Regions from separate parts of the Neogale vison genome. Here region 1 is linked to region 2. The links are chromatin contacts, called in public Hi-C maps. All regions are on one chromosome and are shown on one strand. Each heading gives the region's core, a stretch centred on a gene start, on an enhancer-like site or on the middle of the called end of the contact. The rest is flanking DNA. Distances are from core to core; before and after follow the strand shown. Region 1 overlaps TCF4 (transcription factor 4). Region 2 holds the start of TCF4 (transcription factor 4).

Region 1 (5,238 bases), core at 1,987-4,486, 340 kb before region 2:
GTTGCCTTACATCACAGGCTTAGAGACATAAGCAAATGCCACAAGCGTAACCTTTTAAAAGAAGCGGGTTCTTAACAGCAAGTTAAAATGTTGTACTGAAATCTACACGCATAAGTCATATAGACTCTATATGCAGAAGTCAAGGCCACTAGTTAAATTACTAAGAACTGAATGGACTAACAGAGGTGATGGGAGGGCTGTGAAAGTCCCCACCAGTGTCGCCATGAGACAGGAAACTGCGGGGATGGTGGGAGGGGAGGGGTGGGGAGCTTTTAGGACTCTTGGATAAGAAAATCCATCCCAAGGGGCATGTTCTTAATTCCTAAAGGACATTAGAGCTAAGCCTGAGAACAACAGCTTTTAGAAGGGGGTGTGCAGTCACAGCATGATTGATTTAACTTACAAATAAAAACAACCCAAGGGAACTGAGGCAAAGAACCTGGGTGTCACGGTGTTCCAAAACCACCTGATCATCAGATGAGGATTCACATTCCAGGTAACAGATTCTAATGGAAAGATACCAGATTATTTAAGAAAACCAACCAGAAGCTATTTTCCTGCCGTTGTATTTTCTGTAGAAAGGAGTATCTGGGAGAAAAAAGTGAGCAACTTCGGTATCATCATCATCATCATCATCATCATCATCATCATTATTAAATACCAACACGCTTAAGATAGAGCTGGGAAATCAGTGTTTGCTCACGTTCGAGAGAAGAGAAAAGTCATAGCTGCATATACCTCAGCTGCATTTTCAACATAGCTAAGATCTCTTTTTAGAAATATTTTGGAAAGATCATTTCTGACCAAATTCGCAGAATAAGCATAGTTTTTTTTTTTTTTTTAAATCAACCGTTTGCACTTGAATCAGTTACAAATTGTCTGCACTGCGTGCAGTGAGCACGAGGTCCAAATTCGTAAGTGCAAAGACATTTTAGGCTTCACTAGAGGGCCGGTATCTTAAATGATACTTAGCACCTCTAGAGCAAGCCTTGAAATTTCTTTTCAGCTGTAGTTTTACCTGCCAGGAAAAAACTGAGTAGTTTCTTCCTGTTCTGTTCACTTCATCAAAGTCCAATAAAGGAATTAAATGAAGCGACAGTATCATATACTGTTACCTAGATCTTGACCTAGTAATCGATTTGATATCCTTCTTGTCGTCATCTAACTTCTTGTCCTCGGAAGACTTCGTGTCCTGAAGGTTCTCATCGCCCTCGTCGTCGGATTTGATCTCAGAGCTGCCGGAGGAGACGCTCTGGCCCTGCAATCCTGGCGGCATGCCTGCCGGAAAGGGAGAGACAGAGAGAGACCAGGTGATGCTTCCACGGAAGACCCGAGGCACCAGCACACGCTCTGCGGATTGTGGAGCTGTGCCTATACCCTTCAGCTGCTCAACGGTGATCCTCCCGCCGTGGTTTTTTTTTTTTTTTCCATGCTATCTGGTGAAGTTTCAAAAATGCACCTGTGGAAGCAAGTTCTCTTTGCATTGGCTCCGAGGTTAAATTCTATTTTGCAATCTTTTGGAGTAGATGGTAATTTCACTGTCTACAAAACATCAACTTAATTGCAATGAAAATCATAATCATGAAAATCACACACCTCAATGTTCTGATTAAGAACCCAAGTAAATATCAGCTATTATATTGAGTTTCTTCCATATGCAATGATTTAATAGAAAAATGTCCTTAAAATATAATTCCCAGGGAGTACGCTAAATATGTACAGTCAAGGCTTCAATAGATACCCTAATGATATTCTGAAATTAGGCTTCTCTTATCCTCGAGGAGTAATCAGCATTTAAAAATGGTACATATGGAAAGCAGTTAGCTGCTCGCTGAAGAAATTTCTAGCTTTAACCACGGCTCAACTTTCAAGATCACAATGCATTTCAACTTTCAGGATCACAGTAGATTTTAATATGTGACCGGTGTGTATCCACTTATTTCTAAGGTAGAAGCACGTCTACTGGGTATTCTCCTCTATTCGTAGGCACTCAAAATTTGGTCTGTGGTCCAGAATCAACCTCACCGCCAGAGCTCTTCAGAGATGCAGAGTTCCAGACCTCCTGAATCAAAATCTGCATTTTAACAAGATCCTCAGGTCATGCCTACATTGGCTAAGTTTAAGAAGTGGTGATCGTCTCTTTCTCCACATACATAATTAATATTCAGATTTGTACAATGTTTAGCAGGTGAAAAAAAGCTTCTGCCTATCGCCATGGCAGTGTTATCCTCTTTATTCCAAACACACAGGGAGGGTAATAAGAGAATGTTATTTAAGGGTCTGCAAGTCCCCGGGCCAGGTCTGGCCCCTGCAACGTCACTCCCCGGGGTCATGAAAAGCTGCCTGGCATCCGTGGTTTGAGGCAGTCATTGCGGGGCGAGATGAAAAGAGTGAAAATCATTCCACCAAGTTCCAGTTTTGAGACGTCCCTACATTTCCTTCGATCTTAAACGACAAAAACAATTTCCTTCCTTCCTATTCATTTGGAAATATCATGTTCAGGCTACAACTAACCACATTAGAGGACCTGAATGAGGAAAATGTGGAAATAGCTAAAATAAAATTTCCTCTCATCAGGCTGTTGTCTCATTCCCTGCTGAGAGAGGACCAGGATCTCAGAGGATGTTTGAGCAAAACAGTTCCTGAAGAAACACAATTAGCCGGCTCCGTTCTAACTACTTTCCCATTTGCTTACCATTTTGGTACCAAATTTGACTCTTGGTTTTTTGCCAGCGCTTCCTGAGGGACGAATGCCAAGGACGCCTGGGATCAACACTGGAGTTGCTATTGTCTAAGCGAGGGCAGGGTGCCTTCGGAGGCGGACCTACCTCTGTAAGGGTCCTGGGGTGGGTTCAAATCAGGGGACGTGGCCGACTGGACAGGAAGCTGCGGAACTGGAACCTGGTTTGGCACAAGAGAATGGCTGCCTCTCAGGGCCACACCGTCTTCACGATGGGCCCCAACCTGAAAGGGTGAGAGGAACGGTAGAGTTTAGTGGGAACCAGAGGGAGGGCAGCCAGGACCTGCGGAAGGAAGACGGGCCTCGGAAGAACGAGACTCCCAAATGCCTTTCACTAGAGGGCGCTGAAGGACCACACTTGCACCTACAGTGCCCGGCAAAACACTTCACACTCCGTGAGATGCCGCGCGGTACATCCAGTGACAAATATGGCAGAGTAGCTCAGGCAGGTAAAACGTCAAATTGTCTCCCAGGGTGCTGCAGTGGAGCGCACTGATTCGTACCCATCTGTCTTCTATCATGTCCGCCAACAGATCTGACAATTATCTTAATGCCCATATGCTTAATTGTGGGCTTCTCAATTCCCCCATTGCTATCGGAAATCCTACAGGAATTTCAATTTGGCATTCGACTTTCATTTCAGGGGATAAGATTCTCAGGCCTGCCATTTTTTTTTTTCCATAATGCCAGCTAAGCCTCTGACAGCGGAAGCTACAGCAGTATGGGACACAGCCCCTGCTCGGTACAAATATAATAAAATGTCACCTGGCTTTCCAAAACGGGCAGCCCATTCCAAATTAATGTTTACTGCATTTCATCAGCTGCTGAGTTCCAAATCCAAAGGGGGACCGTTTCTGCCAATGCCACCACACCGGAAAATGTACCAATAAAGGTTTTATTAAACACACCAGTAATGCCATCATTGCCATGCAAAGATGTTTGGATATTTTTCCATTTTTTTTTTTCCTCCCACTATTCTGATCCTAGAAAGACACCATACTCTAAACACTCTTTAGGTTTCCATGAATAAAATTACGGAATACAGCATGATGACTTGGTCTGGAAGAATTACTGCTGAGCTTTTTATTAACTACTACTACCCACTCTGGGGTCCAGAGATGTTGCAGTAGTGACAGTGAGACAGCCACCTCGGACTTTATAGCTTAACGCCTTAAAGCAACACCATTAAGCATTTGCAAACCAAGAGGAACAGGACTAGCTGACATTTTCGTTTGCATTTCCAAGGAGTTATTCTCTGAGCTATTGTTGGGTGAACATGGATGCGGGACAGTGGGCCTGACACTAAAAATATTTATCCATGAATTTCTACTGCTACGAATCAAAAAGTTTATTTTTTTCCAATCCCAAAACAAAAACCCTACAAAGCAGAATCTTCCCTCTTTTTGCTGCCAAATGTTTTAGAAGAGTGTTTCCAAAGAACGCAACAACAATAAGAATCTGAACCGACAACAATAAAATTCACAGAACCAAAGGAAGCACATTCTATCTAAAGGCAACCTAGTATAAAGTATCACCATTATATAATCCAAAACAGCACAGAAGGAAATAACTCGGGGGGGAAGGGGAGGGATCACGTAAATCATACTAATTGCTCAGGTTCAAAATATACCAAGAATATACAGGATTTAAAGATTCGTGAGCATCGGGGAGTATAAATGAATGCTGTGGCTAAGAGTCTAGGGCTGTCTGCCACCTGTGTGCCTGCGTCCCTTCCCAGAACATTCTGAATGGTGGCTATTTCGCTTCTATGTGGGAGCTACAGATGTAAGGGGACCATGATTACCTCCTAAAGCAGCCCATTCCATTTTAATCACAAGTTGGCCTCCTTGTACACTCCACCCACGGATTCTAGTCTCAACTTCTGGAGTTCCATGGAACAAGTGCAAGCCCCCTTTGTCTAGGCAACGCCCCCACCAGGCCACTGTGGTCTCCCCTGGTAACTGACGCCGGATCACTTCCAGGCAGGTCGGGCCCACCGGATGCCCCCAACCATTTCTCACTCGCTCTTGGTCTGTTTTTATATTTGTTCCAAACAAAAGAGTGATTGCTATTTTCCATTCAGGTTTTGATTTGCCACTTTTGTATTTGTGCATTTAGAAGACTCATTCGATCGATGATCATCCTTTCAATCTAAGGTGTCAACTTGTAAGGATGAATTTGCAGGGCTTGAGCAAACGGTACCTCTTTGAGCTTGTCAATCAATGGAAACGCGAATAATTCCCATAGTGCTGATGCGTATTTACTGGTATTCCCAATGGGTTTAATCTCTTAAATTTCCATAGAAGATGACTGTGAATTAGAATCACTGAAGGTAACCACAGGTTTGAGTCTAGCAAAGATGGAAATCCCTTTTATGTTAAAAATCCTTCTCTTAAAACACCCAAGCTTTCCTTGTAAGCATCCATGATGTAATTTAAGGTTACTATTTTGCTTTTCACTTGAAATACATTCACAGATTGATCCTGTATTTCTTTCTT
Region 2 (5,194 bases), core at 1,629-4,128:
TGGGTCTCCTATTTTCTCTTCTCCATTTCCAGAAAATAAAATAAAATAAAATAAAACAAGTAGTATGCAAAGTAGTATGAGTACTCTCATGTTCAGATAAAGCCAGGTTTTAGGGTTGTCTGTTTGTCCTTTCATTTGGGGTGAGATTCCATTATTTTGGAGGTCCGGTGGGTAGGGAATTCAAGGCAAGTAATTACACTCTGGGGAAAAAAAAAAAAAAAAAAAAAAGCCTGAATCGTCCATCACACCCAAAAATTGTAGTTAAAAACTTATCAAAAAGACCTTCGTGTTTGCCAAGGATTCAGCCAATTAAAAATTATTCCTGTCCTTTAGACTACTATTGGTTTCTAGCTGAAGTGTTTGGGTTTTTTTGTTTTGTTTTGTTTTGTTTTTCACAGCTGTTGTTAGTTTCCACCGTTCTTTCTTACCGCACTGAAATCCAGTAAATCACTCAGCTCTTTGTCCGTCCCTAAGGCAGCCATTCGCTGTTGGTGATGCATTTTAGCAAAATCACACAAACCTAGAAACATGGAAATAACCGCAATCAGAAAATCCAGTCCCAATCCTTGGAGAAAACACAATCGGATTTTTGGAGACTGGGGGGGTTGGGGGTGGGGATGTGGGGGCGGGCGGGATTAAGGTGGAAAGGAGGGAGGGATGGGAGAGTTTGTTGGTTTTGGTTTTTTTTGGTTTTTTTTTTTGTTTTTTTTTTTTTTAAGATGGAATAGGCAGCAATAGCAAAAAAAAAAAAAAAAAAAGCGATATTGATATTGTATTTCCAAAGAGATGATCAAAACTGGTAACATCCACTATAAAACCAAATCCGGGAAGGGGAAAAAAAAAAAAAGCCGCTCTTCAGCGCATCATTTTATGCAACAGGAGGTAGAGCGAGAAATGAATGGATCACAGAGAAAAGAGAAACTACTCAGAACGATCCGGTCTCAACTTTCCCCCCACCCTCCACCCCACCCCCCCTCACACACATTCACACACTCACACACACGCACACACACTCACACACACCACTCCCCTCTGCATTTCAAAGTAGCTATAAAGAAATTAAAGATGAGCGTCTCTGGAGTGAAAACACGTCCAAAGGGGGAGGGGTGACAGGGTCGGCGAAAGGGGGGGGAGCAAAGTGGAGGGTCGGGTCCTGTAATTGTCCAGCACCCTAATTTGTGAAAGAAAGGGTTGTAAAAATTAAAGTCAGGCCCTTGGCAAAGTCATCGGTCCCTCCAAGTGGCATTGCTGGGGGGGGCGGGGGGGTAGAGATGAGGAGGAGGGAAGAGGCGCGGGAGGGGAAGGGGTGTCTCTTCTGGGAGCGCCGGGAGCCGGGAGCCCGCGGCTCGGGAAGCGCGGAGCCGCGTGCGGAGCCGCCGAGCCCCAGCCCCGCGCCGCCCGGCGCTTCAGCCCGCCGAGCCCCGCCGGCGCCGGTACCTACCGCCCGCGCGCGAGAAGGGGCTCTCCGTGCACCGCCGGCGCCGAGGCGGCGTTCATGTCTAACCACTGCCTCCACCACCACCACCTCCTCCTCCTGCGCCCGCGCCCGCTCCTGCTCCTTCCCCGCCGCCGCCGCCGCCGCCGCCGCCGCCACTACAGATCCGCAGACACACAGCCAAGATCCCTGACTCTTAACACCAACTCTCTTCTCCGGGGAGGGGAGGGGACGAGGGAAGGGGGGAGGGGGAAACACGCCGAGGCGCACGGAATTGCAAGTTCAGCAAAGAAATGGGTGGGGGGGCTCCGGCGGCGAGACGCGGCTCACTCGGGTCGGGCTGGCTGGGATGCACACACACACACACACACACACATACACACACACACACACACACACACCAAAAAAATCTCAACACCTCCCCCGCCTCGCAAAAAAATACAAACGAAAATTCGTCGAGCACCTCATTTTCCCTCAGATCGTCAGTTACAATCTGAAGCCTGAACAGTTCAGTTTTTGCTCGTTTCATCCATCGGAGGCACTTTGAAATTTATTCGAGTTTACATCCCCTCACTTCTTTCTTTCTCTGACTCTCGTTCCCTCTCACTCACACATCCACACACAGCAAAGCAAGTTTATACTAGGCTGCAAATACACGTGATGCAAAAAGACTTTGCCAAGAGGAACAATATTTTTCTTTTCCATATATAAACCAAACCACATTTTGCTGGGGAGATTTTCATTTCGGTAGTTTTGCACTGGGGGCGAAACCTAAATTGCATACTTTCTTTCCCCTCCCTTTTAAGTCACAGATTAGTATAGCTGCAAACTTCGCAAAAAAAAAAAAAAAAAAGGCAATTTTTGAGGGTGGATGTTGTTTTGTTTTTACACTTGAGTTCCTAGCCACGCTAAGTCCCCGTTCGCCAGCACTATAAGTTTTGAATTCAACATTTACCATTGCAGGCCTTGCATGCTCTTAAAACATACTTTTTCACATCACTTTTTAGGATTAAAATTAAGCTTCATAATTCTATCGTTTCATAATAACAACCGTGCTTTAACCAGTATATGCAACATACGCTATTTTAACGTGTGTTAAAATACACATTCCAGAAACCCTGTAATTGCTAGATGTGCAAGTACATACACAAAATGCATGCACACACTTTTTCCCATTGGCAATTATTTAATAGATTGTTCCTTTTGTTTTAATAAAACATTGGGATCGACATTTTAAAAATTAAATTCAATTACAAACAGTTTACTCTGACAGCAAATTGTAACGTTACCTTAAATGGCCACAAATATGCTCACAATATTCCAAGGAAAGTGACTTTAAAAAGAAAGACAAAAATCTTCTGCAAGTACTTAGTATCTCACATGTGTATCCCCCAAAAAAGTATTTTAACTGGTACTCAGTTCTGCTCCAGGGATATCCACAGAATACAAGATTATGCACCTGGCTCTGGTTTTTGCATTTTCCACCATAAAACTGCAACAAAATTCCCTCCCCCAAAAAAGAAATCATTAAAAAAAAAAATCCAACAACTTTTTCTTATTGTTTATAAAAAAAAATCAATACAGGATAGTTAGAATTTTTCCTCAAACAAATCTTGTTGGTGGGTTTTTTTTCTTCTCCTCTTATAAAGTCTTAAACTTGTTCCAAGTTTAGAGGTGTCTCATCATCATCATCCTCCTCCTCCTCATCATCATCACCATTGACTCCCCCGTGGAGTCACATTGATAATAATAGGTTTCCCTGAAAGATACATTGTAATCCATTCACATCCGGGCACTGCGGGCTTATAAAGAGAAGGCGCTGCGGCCGCGGCTGCTCCTCCAGACAATGACTGGGGAGGGGCGGGGCGGGAGCGAGCGGCCATAGAGTAGTAAACAGAGCGCCTAGAGAGGCACCTAAGATGGCGGCGCGTGCGGGCCACGCCTCCTCCGGGATCGGAGGCGGGTGGTTGGGCTCAGTCTGGTGTCGCGCGTGGGGCCGAACCGTAAAGGGTCTTGAGGTTGGGGCTGTTCGCAGGCCTCGTGATCCTGTGCGCTGCTTCTTCTTCGCTTTCCTTGGTTCTCCCTATTTTTTGTTTTTGTATTTTTGTTTTTTGGGTGGGTTTTTTTTTTTTTTACTTAGAAGTGTAGTTTCCAAAATAAATTAGGCATTACACGCCACGGATTTCCTCAGGGGAGTCAGATCCCCTGAGGCTGGCCCCACCAACAAAAAGAGAGCCCGGATTCTTTGGCCGTGTGGAGCCAGGCCTCTTAGCCACGCTTGTGCAGCGTGGGGGAAAGGCCGCTGAACCAAGTTGTAGTTCCTGGGCTTGAAGAGGGATGAGGGTCCTCTCCTCGCCACCCCACCCCATCTTTTTCTAGGACCCTAGAGGAGAACTTTCTAAGACTAGGAGGTCTTCACTCAGAGAGGACTTGAGTTTACGAAGTCGTAGACTCAAATCGAGTTTGTACCACGAACCACTACTGACCCATCTTAGAGTTCTGGCCAAGCGGATACCTCCTCCAGCCAGCTTTCTGGTCTGTGACTTGCAAATAAGAATGACTTTTACGAATTTCAGGAGTTAAGGGGTTAAAGATAAAGACGGAGCCACCACATAAGAAAACTTCCCTTTCCATCTAATGCCTCGCTGAACCAACGGATACCGCTGATCTAGTCCACGGATTTTAAAGGGAGCTTTCTCTGTTCCACCAGTGTATTAATCCTCCCACGGGAGAAAAGCGAGTAATCATAATGATGGGTTAACACTTACATGGTGGGTTTACTATGTGCGAAACACTGTTCTAAGAATTTTTCAAATGTTGGCTGCTCTAATCCTGAGAATGACTCTAGAGGGTATTTTTAAAATATTTTTATATTATATATTTTATATACAGAAAATCAGAATCAAGCAATGCTGAAGAGCTTGACTCAGGACACTCTGGTAAATGACACAAACCTGCCTAACATTACACAACTTTATTAAGTGATAGAACCCACCTTTGAAGCCAGGCAGTCTGGGATCAGAGTCAACATTCAACCACATTCCTATACCATCTGGCAGCAGGAACCACCTAATCTCCATTTTCTGATGCAATTTTGTGGCAGTAACAGAGTTCAGATTAATTTTTAAGACCTTTAATTCATACGTAAGTTTTTAGAAAACAAGAATTAGGGCATTTATAGTTTGTTTCCTCAATATTCACACATTGTGAAGATTTCTGTCTTCTATCACCATTCCATGTCCTCATCTTAAAATAAATTTTACATGTAAATACCACTTTATACTGTATTATCACTGCATTATCTGTGATTCTCAAAGTAAGCCTCTACTGGGTTATACTGAGATGATGTAATAAAAAATTCACAAACATTTGCTTAGGAGAAATATTCCACTGGTTCTACCTCTAATCAGCTCCGTGACCTAAGGCTTGAGGTCAATGTCTTACTGTAAAATATACAGGCTAGAAGATAATCCTTTAAGATTCTTTCTAGTTTCTAGTTAGATTGTAAGAGTCTCCCTCTCCTGAATTTCAAGGAGAATGAAGGATCTGTCCAGGAAAAAAAATAAAAAAAAAAAAAAAAGATACAATCAGGTCTGAAACCTAAATACACACAACTGATTGCTACCATTTTTTTTTTTAAGATTTATTTTATTTATTTGAGAGAGAGAGAGAGAGAGAGCGCCAGAGAAAAAGCAGAGGAACAACATTGGGAGATAGGTAATCTCCAGCAGACTCCCTGCTCAGCATGCAGCCTGACCA

What was found. A called contact is a pair of places that touch in the nucleus more often than the background predicts.
Region 1: a contact with region 2 is called in a Hi-C map of fibroblasts, with 7 times the contacts expected there. The contact joins the enhancer-like site here to the promoter of TCF4 in region 2. A contact is called at or near these places in 2 of 3 Hi-C or Micro-C datasets (fibroblasts and muscle).

What each region holds. Positions count from the first base shown.
Region 1 is chr3:143,354,934-143,360,171 of ASM_NN_V1, reverse strand. It overlaps TCF4 (transcription factor 4), which reads right to left. Exons shown (of 20, transcript XM_044242915.1): 16 at 2,829-2,964; 17 at 1,128-1,278. Among named protein-coding and RNA genes, the nearest start is that of CCDC68, 230 kb to the left of the region's middle. Within about 2 kb of position 3,236, the one cell type or tissue checked has open chromatin away from gene starts, as enhancers often do. A contact at or near this core is called in fibroblasts, where this site is marked.
Region 2 is chr3:143,010,555-143,015,748 of ASM_NN_V1, reverse strand. TCF4 (transcription factor 4) reads right to left here and starts at 2,878. Exons shown (of 20, transcript XM_044242915.1): 1 at 2,725-2,878; 2 at 429-520. The coding sequence starts at 500.